2 separate regions of the Bos taurus genome follow, and region 2 is linked to region 1. A link is a contact called in public Hi-C data. All regions are on one chromosome and are shown on one strand. Each heading gives the region's core, a stretch centred on a gene start, on an enhancer-like site or on the middle of the called end of the contact. The rest is flanking DNA. Distances are from core to core; before and after follow the strand shown.

What was found. A called contact is a pair of places that touch in the nucleus more often than the background predicts.
Region 2: a Hi-C map of liver shows a contact between it and region 1, with 10 times the contacts expected there. The contact joins the enhancer-like site here to the promoter of CCDC117 in region 1. A contact is called at or near these places in 2 of 11 Hi-C or Micro-C datasets (4-cell embryo and liver).

Annotation. Positions count from the first base shown.
Region 1 is chr17:68,037,121-68,039,990 of ARS-UCD2.0, forward strand. It overlaps CCDC117 (coiled-coil domain containing 117), which reads left to right and starts at 1,315. Exons shown (of 5, transcript NM_001105634.2): 1 at 1,315-1,601; 2 at 2,295-2,348. The coding sequence starts at 1,420.
Region 2 is chr17:68,233,931-68,237,113 of ARS-UCD2.0, forward strand. No RefSeq gene overlaps it. Among named protein-coding and RNA genes, the nearest start is that of ZNRF3, 24 kb to the right of the region's middle. Within about 2 kb of position 1,506, at least 20 of the 102 cell types and tissues checked have an H3K27ac peak or open chromatin away from gene starts, as enhancers often do. A contact at or near this core is called in liver, where this site is marked.

The sequences.
Region 1 (2,870 bases), core at 65-2,564:
TCTCATTGTATTGAACATGTTTATTTTAAAAACATTGTCAGCAATTTTCCACCTAGGAATCCATTTACCTACTTGCAAATATATACAAAAAACTTAGATTTGTCTACACTTAGCCTTACAATGGGGCTTTCCTGGTGGCTCAGACGGTATCAATCCACGTGCCATGCTGGAGACTGGGTTTGATCCCTAGGGTGGGAAGATCTCCGGGAGGAGGGCATGGCAACCCACTCCAATATTCCTGTCTGGAGAATCCCCATGAACACAGAAGCCTGGCGGACTACAGGCCCATGGAGTCGCAAAGAGTAGGACACGACTGAGCTACTAAGCACACACAGCCTTACAATAGAATTCCACTCAACAGTTGAAATGGAAATGAAGTAGAATTCTATGTGTCCATATGCAACACAAGTGTGAGTTCTTGGTGGTCTTTGACTGAAGGGCATTGACTTTGGTATAAGCAACTCAGACTAGACGATGGTGCCGTTTCCTGAGATGGGAAGTAACTGTCGTGATCGATGGTTGGGACGGCCAACTCTGCTAGCCCTTTAGCAAGCAGTTGTCTCTAGATGCCCCCAGAGAGAGGCTGGAAGGCTTGCCAATACCGCTCAGGAGAACTCTGAGGGTTTTCCTGATCTTCCATGCCGTTTCCTCTAAAGTGTCACCAACTTCATTTACATTAAAACACCGAAGACTGAAGAAGGAAATGGCAACCCACTCCAGTATTATTCTTGCCTGGAAAAGTCCATGAACAGAGGATCCTGGCAGTCTGCAGTCCATGGGGTCGCAAAGAGTCGGGCACGACTGAGCGACTAACACTTATATGTGCCAAGAAGTGTTCTAACTTAGAACTTCTAAGGGCTCTGCTGCTGCTGCTGCTAAGTCGCTTCAGTCGTGTCCGACTCTGTGCGACCCCAGAGACGGCAGCCCACCAGGCTCCGCTGTCCCTGGGATTCTCCAGGCAAGAACACTGGAGTGGGGTGCCATCACCTTCTCCGTCTAAGGGCTCTAGAGGTTTTAATTCATTTACTTCTCCTGTCAATCTTAAAAACATAGGTACTACTGTTTTCGGGTTTTACTACTGAGAAAACTGAGATATAGAGGTTACTTGACGAGTGAGGATTTGGACCTAGGACCTCTGCTAGGTAGGGCCATACTCCAGCCCCGAAGACGACAAGCCATCTTGTTTGTAGTCCTCAAGGACTTCAGCTCCCAGCAGCCCTCGCGCTAGCAGTTCGCCACACACAACAAATCCCGGCGTGCTCCGGGCGGCTTGGGGTGGAGGGTTCTAGAAGGCGTGACGTGGGGTCGGGAAGCGGGCTCAGAGGCGGGTACCTTTCGGCAGTCGCTGTGGCCGCTGCTGCCGAGCCCGGGGACGCGGACGGCCGGGGCCGTGGGCGCAGCCTCCTCGTCTCCCCGGCGATGGCGGCGCTCGGCCGGCCGTTTAGCGGCCTTCCCCTGAGCGGTGGCTCGGACTTCCTGCAGCCGCCGCCGGCCTTCGCCGGTCGGGCCTTCCCGCCGGGGACGGAGGGCGCCGAGCTGGCCCCGCGGCCGGGACTTCGCGCCACCCCGAGCAGCTCCGGCGGGAGCGCGGCGCGCGGACGGTGAGGAGACCGGCGGGCGGCGGGGGCGGGTGTAGGCTCCGGCGCGGGCTAGTTGACCCTTTTCGCGACCCTGGCGAGGGCTCTTCAACCTCAAGTTGAGGATGAGGAGACATAGCCCCACAGGCGGTTGCCGTAAATCGCGGAGGTCGCACAGCGCGGGGGTCCGGTTCCGACCTCGGCGCGCTAGCGCCGGGAGTGAGGAGAGGTCTGCTCACCCTGGGCGTGCGGGGGTGGGAGCCGGCCAGACCCGGGCCTGGAGCTGCCCTGGGCGCGCACACGCCTCGCTCCCTCCGGACTGCCGCCCGGCAGCTGTTGTTGGCAACTTTAAGCGACTCTCGGACTCTTGAGTTTCCTCATCCGCAACTTGGGAGAGAAATGGGTCCTTCTAGTGGGATCATAAACTAAAGTGCTCACCATGGTGCTTTCCCCGATAGGTTTTCCCTACGCTGGTCGCCCCAGTTTATCTCTCCCAGTCTTGACCGAATGAATTTAGCTTTCAGTGTGATTTTTGTCAGGACCAGCCAACACTTTACCTGACTGACCGTGTGACCTGTATATCCATACCACAGGACAAGGGAGGGGAGAGCTGATAGTGGTGGGGTGGGCAAGATTATCGGAGCCTGAAAGTGGATGCTGAAAGTACCAGCTCAGTAAATTTCTCAACTGACTGAGTTTGTTTGTTTGTTTTAACAGTATTTCAACTCACTGTAGAAAGAAACACAAGCGAGAGGAGGAGGAGGAGGATGAGTAAGTTTCAAGTGCTTTTTTAGTCACTTAACGGTCACTTAATTTAACCTATTTTATATCCATAACTATTTGTTTTTAAGTGAAAAGGTGGAACATCAGGTGTCTCTGAAAGGAGGCCCAAGGAACTGACAACACAGGTTGCCTTTTAGAGCAGTGAGCTGGGCAGGTCAGAGGGAAGCTTCTTAAGGCATAAGCGATTGTCATGTTTGAACTTTGAGGCCTATGAGTATTATTACATGCACAAAATTTTTTAAAATTAGCAGAAGGCAAAATTTTATGCTCCCAGTTCTCCCCAGAGGGTTATCCTTATTGCCTGTTTCCCCTTAAGGAAGATAATGTAAAAATGTGCACGTTTATAGCTGTATAATTCTGGTTTTTTACATTTATTAGTAACATACTGTTAACACTGCAACACTGGTGTTTTCATTTTACTCTCCTGTAACTTGTTGCATATGGACACATAGAGTTCTATCTCATTTCTTTTTCAACAGTTGAGTTGAATTCTGTTGTAAGGCTAGGAAT
Region 2 (3,183 bases), core at 256-2,755, 200 kb after region 1:
TGGAAGCAAGGCCAGACTGAGTGAGGGGCTCACATTTTAACAGTTCTTATGAAAAGAAAAAAACGTAGACAACAATAGCTGTGTCCATAACTGGATGGTCTTCTACACCTATCCCTGTGGCCTTTTGGCCACACCCAGAGACTCACCATCTTTAAGTGCAAAGCAAAAGCCTGCCCAATTCCCTCTCCTTCCGTTTCAGAACATCCCCAGGCCTAGGCAGGTTCTTGCCGATCCCTTAGCTGGGCCTTGACCTGCAACTCTATACAAGACTTCTTCCTTTGGAGACTTCCCTGGTGGTTCAGTGGTTAAGACTCTGTGCTCCCAAAGCCCGGGGCATGGGTTCAGTTCCTGGTTAGGGAGCTATTAATAGATCCCACATGCTGCACTAAAACCCTGCACAGCCAAGTAAATGAACTTAAAAAAACCCAAAAGATTTCTTGCCTTTTTCTCTCTCTAGCCATCTCACATCTTCTACCTTCCTGATACTCCAGCTGTTTTAACAACTGAGTCACTATTTCCCTTGGGAAATTTTTACTGACTCTGCACTTACTTGACTTGATGATTCTTTTATCAACTTTCCATTTCACTATTTTTAAAAAAGCTTCTAAGTGTGGTATTTATGTCTGTAACTTTCTTAGGTACTGTATGTAGCTTTTTTCAAGGGCTGCTGCCTGGAGGGCTGAGAACCTTCACACCACACTACTACGGTTGACCTGGATCCATTTTTCCTGAGAAGCTAGTACTCTACTGATCCCAGACTTTCTGAATGCACAGTTTAGCATTTTTTTTTTTTTTGAGGTCAGCAGGTCAGCAGGCCAGGGGGATAGGGTAGGGGAAGGATTTGCTGTGCAGCACATGGGATCTTAGTTCCCTGATCAGGGATCAAACCCAAGCTCCCTGTGGTGGATTCGTGGAGTCCTAACCAGTAGTTCGCCAGGGAGGTGCCAATTTTTTTTTTAAAAGGTATCCCGTGATAGGTCAATTTTGCCAAGAAAGAATTTGCTAACGAAAGGGTAACCATCTATTACCATCCCCCAAAGTAAGAAGGGCATGATCTCAGAGTAGAGGATGGTCTTTTACATTTAGTACACTGAGCTTTTTGAAAAATAAGCCCCCGCATTCTGCACAGTTTTGTCATTTCTCTGTTTTTTCTGTGGTTTGGCCACCATGAACAGAGGCCGAGGTAGAGAGCACGGACACCGTAACGAGCTGCAGGGCCATCTAGTGGCCATTTGTCATCACTGCATGTGCAAGTGACGACTATTCCAATGGTTGACTCCCACCCAGGGTTTCTGGCATAAGAATCAATCTTGGTCATTTTGTGGAATTTCTGAAATCTCACGTTAGAAACGTTCCTACAACCTTGCACGTAAAATTATTGCCTCGGTACAAATCTTAAGACTGAGTTTCTAGCATTTCAGTGGTGATTCAGAGCACTGTTACCCAAGTCAGACAGGCTTGGGTGAGAGTTTGCTGTCTGTGTGACTTTGAGCAAGTTACTGGAACTCTCTGACTCTCAGTGTCCTCTTGAGCAATGGAGATAACAGTGGACAGGACTGTTCTGAAGACCCAGGAAAGTGTGCATGTCACATCTTTGCCACTGTTTCTAATAAAAGAAGTAAACCTTTGCTATTAATTTGTTCAGTGCTTATAGAAAGACAGCATCACCCAGGGCTCAAGGAGAAGGTTCACTATGAGGAACTCAAGCATCGTCTCAGAAATCCTTCACTTCCTCTCAGTAATGTTTTATAGTCGTTGGTGGTTGTTTTTTTTTTCCTGTATATATATATTTTTTCTTTTATATACGTGTATTTGGCTGTGCTGGGCCTTCACTGCTGCTCAGGCTTTTCTCGGCGAGCGGGGGCTGCTCTCTAGTTGCGGCGTGTGGGCTCACTGCGGCGGCTTCTCTTGCTGTGCAGCACAGGCTCTAGGGGGCGCAGGCTTCAGTGGCTTTGACGCATGCGCTCAGCAGTTGCGCCTCCCGGCTCTGGAGCAGCGGCGTCATAGTCGTGGCACGTGGGCTTAGTTGCTCTGCGGCGTGTGACATCTTCCCAGATCAGGGATAGAACTTGGTTCTTCTGCACTGGCAGGTGGATTCTTTACCACAGCCACCAAGGAAGCCGTGTGTGTGTGTGTGTGTGTGTGTGTGTGTGTGCGTGCGTGTGTGTTTTAACTTAAAAAAATAATTTATATTGGGGTGTAGTTGATTTACAATATATTAGTTTCCGGTGTACAGCGGAGTGATTCAGTTGTACATATGTCCATTCTTTTTGCAGATCTTTTTCCTATATAGGTTATTACAGAGTATTGAGTAGACATCCCTAGCTATATAGTAGCCTCTTGTTTATTTTATATATAGTAGTGTGTATATGTTAATTGTTTGTATTTGTAAAGACACTGTGTTGAACCTGATGTGAAGAACTGACTCATTGGAAAAGAGCCCAGTTCTGGGAAAGACTGAAGGCAGGAGGAGAAGGGGACGACAGAGGATGAGATGGTTGGATGGCATCACCGACTCAAGGGAAATGAGTTTGAGCAAGCTCCAGGAGCTGGTGACGGACAGGGTGTGCTGCCGTCAAAGAGTCAGACACGACGAGGGACCGACTGGACTGAACTGAGCTACATATTTTAATTTTGATGCCATTATACATGGTGCTTTTTCATATTTCACTTTAAAATTGTTTTTGTGTAGAAATCCAGCTATTATATCAACCTTGTATCTAGCAAACTTGCTAAATTAACTTCTTTTACAGTTTATGTTTCATTCATTTGAACTTTCTGCATGCACAATCAGGGGAGTATTGCATGCTGCTGCTGCTAAGTCGCTTCAGTCGTGTCCGACTTTGTGTGACCCCATAGATGGCAGCCCACCAGACTCCTCTGTCCCTGGGATTCTCAGGCAAGAACACTAGAGTGGGTTGCCATTTCCTTCTCCAATGCATGAAAGTGAAAAGTGAAAGGGAAGTTGCTCAGTCGTGTCCGACTCTTAGCGACCCCATGGACTGCAGGCTACCAGGCTCCTCCGTCCATGGGATTTGCCAGGCAAGAGTACTGGAGTGTAGGGTGCCATTGCCTTCTCCGTCTGTGTATCCATACCATATGGTTTAAATATTGCCTCTTGAATGGCCTAAAGAACTGTGGTAAATATTTGTGATGAGAGCAGACACTGTCATCTCATTCTCC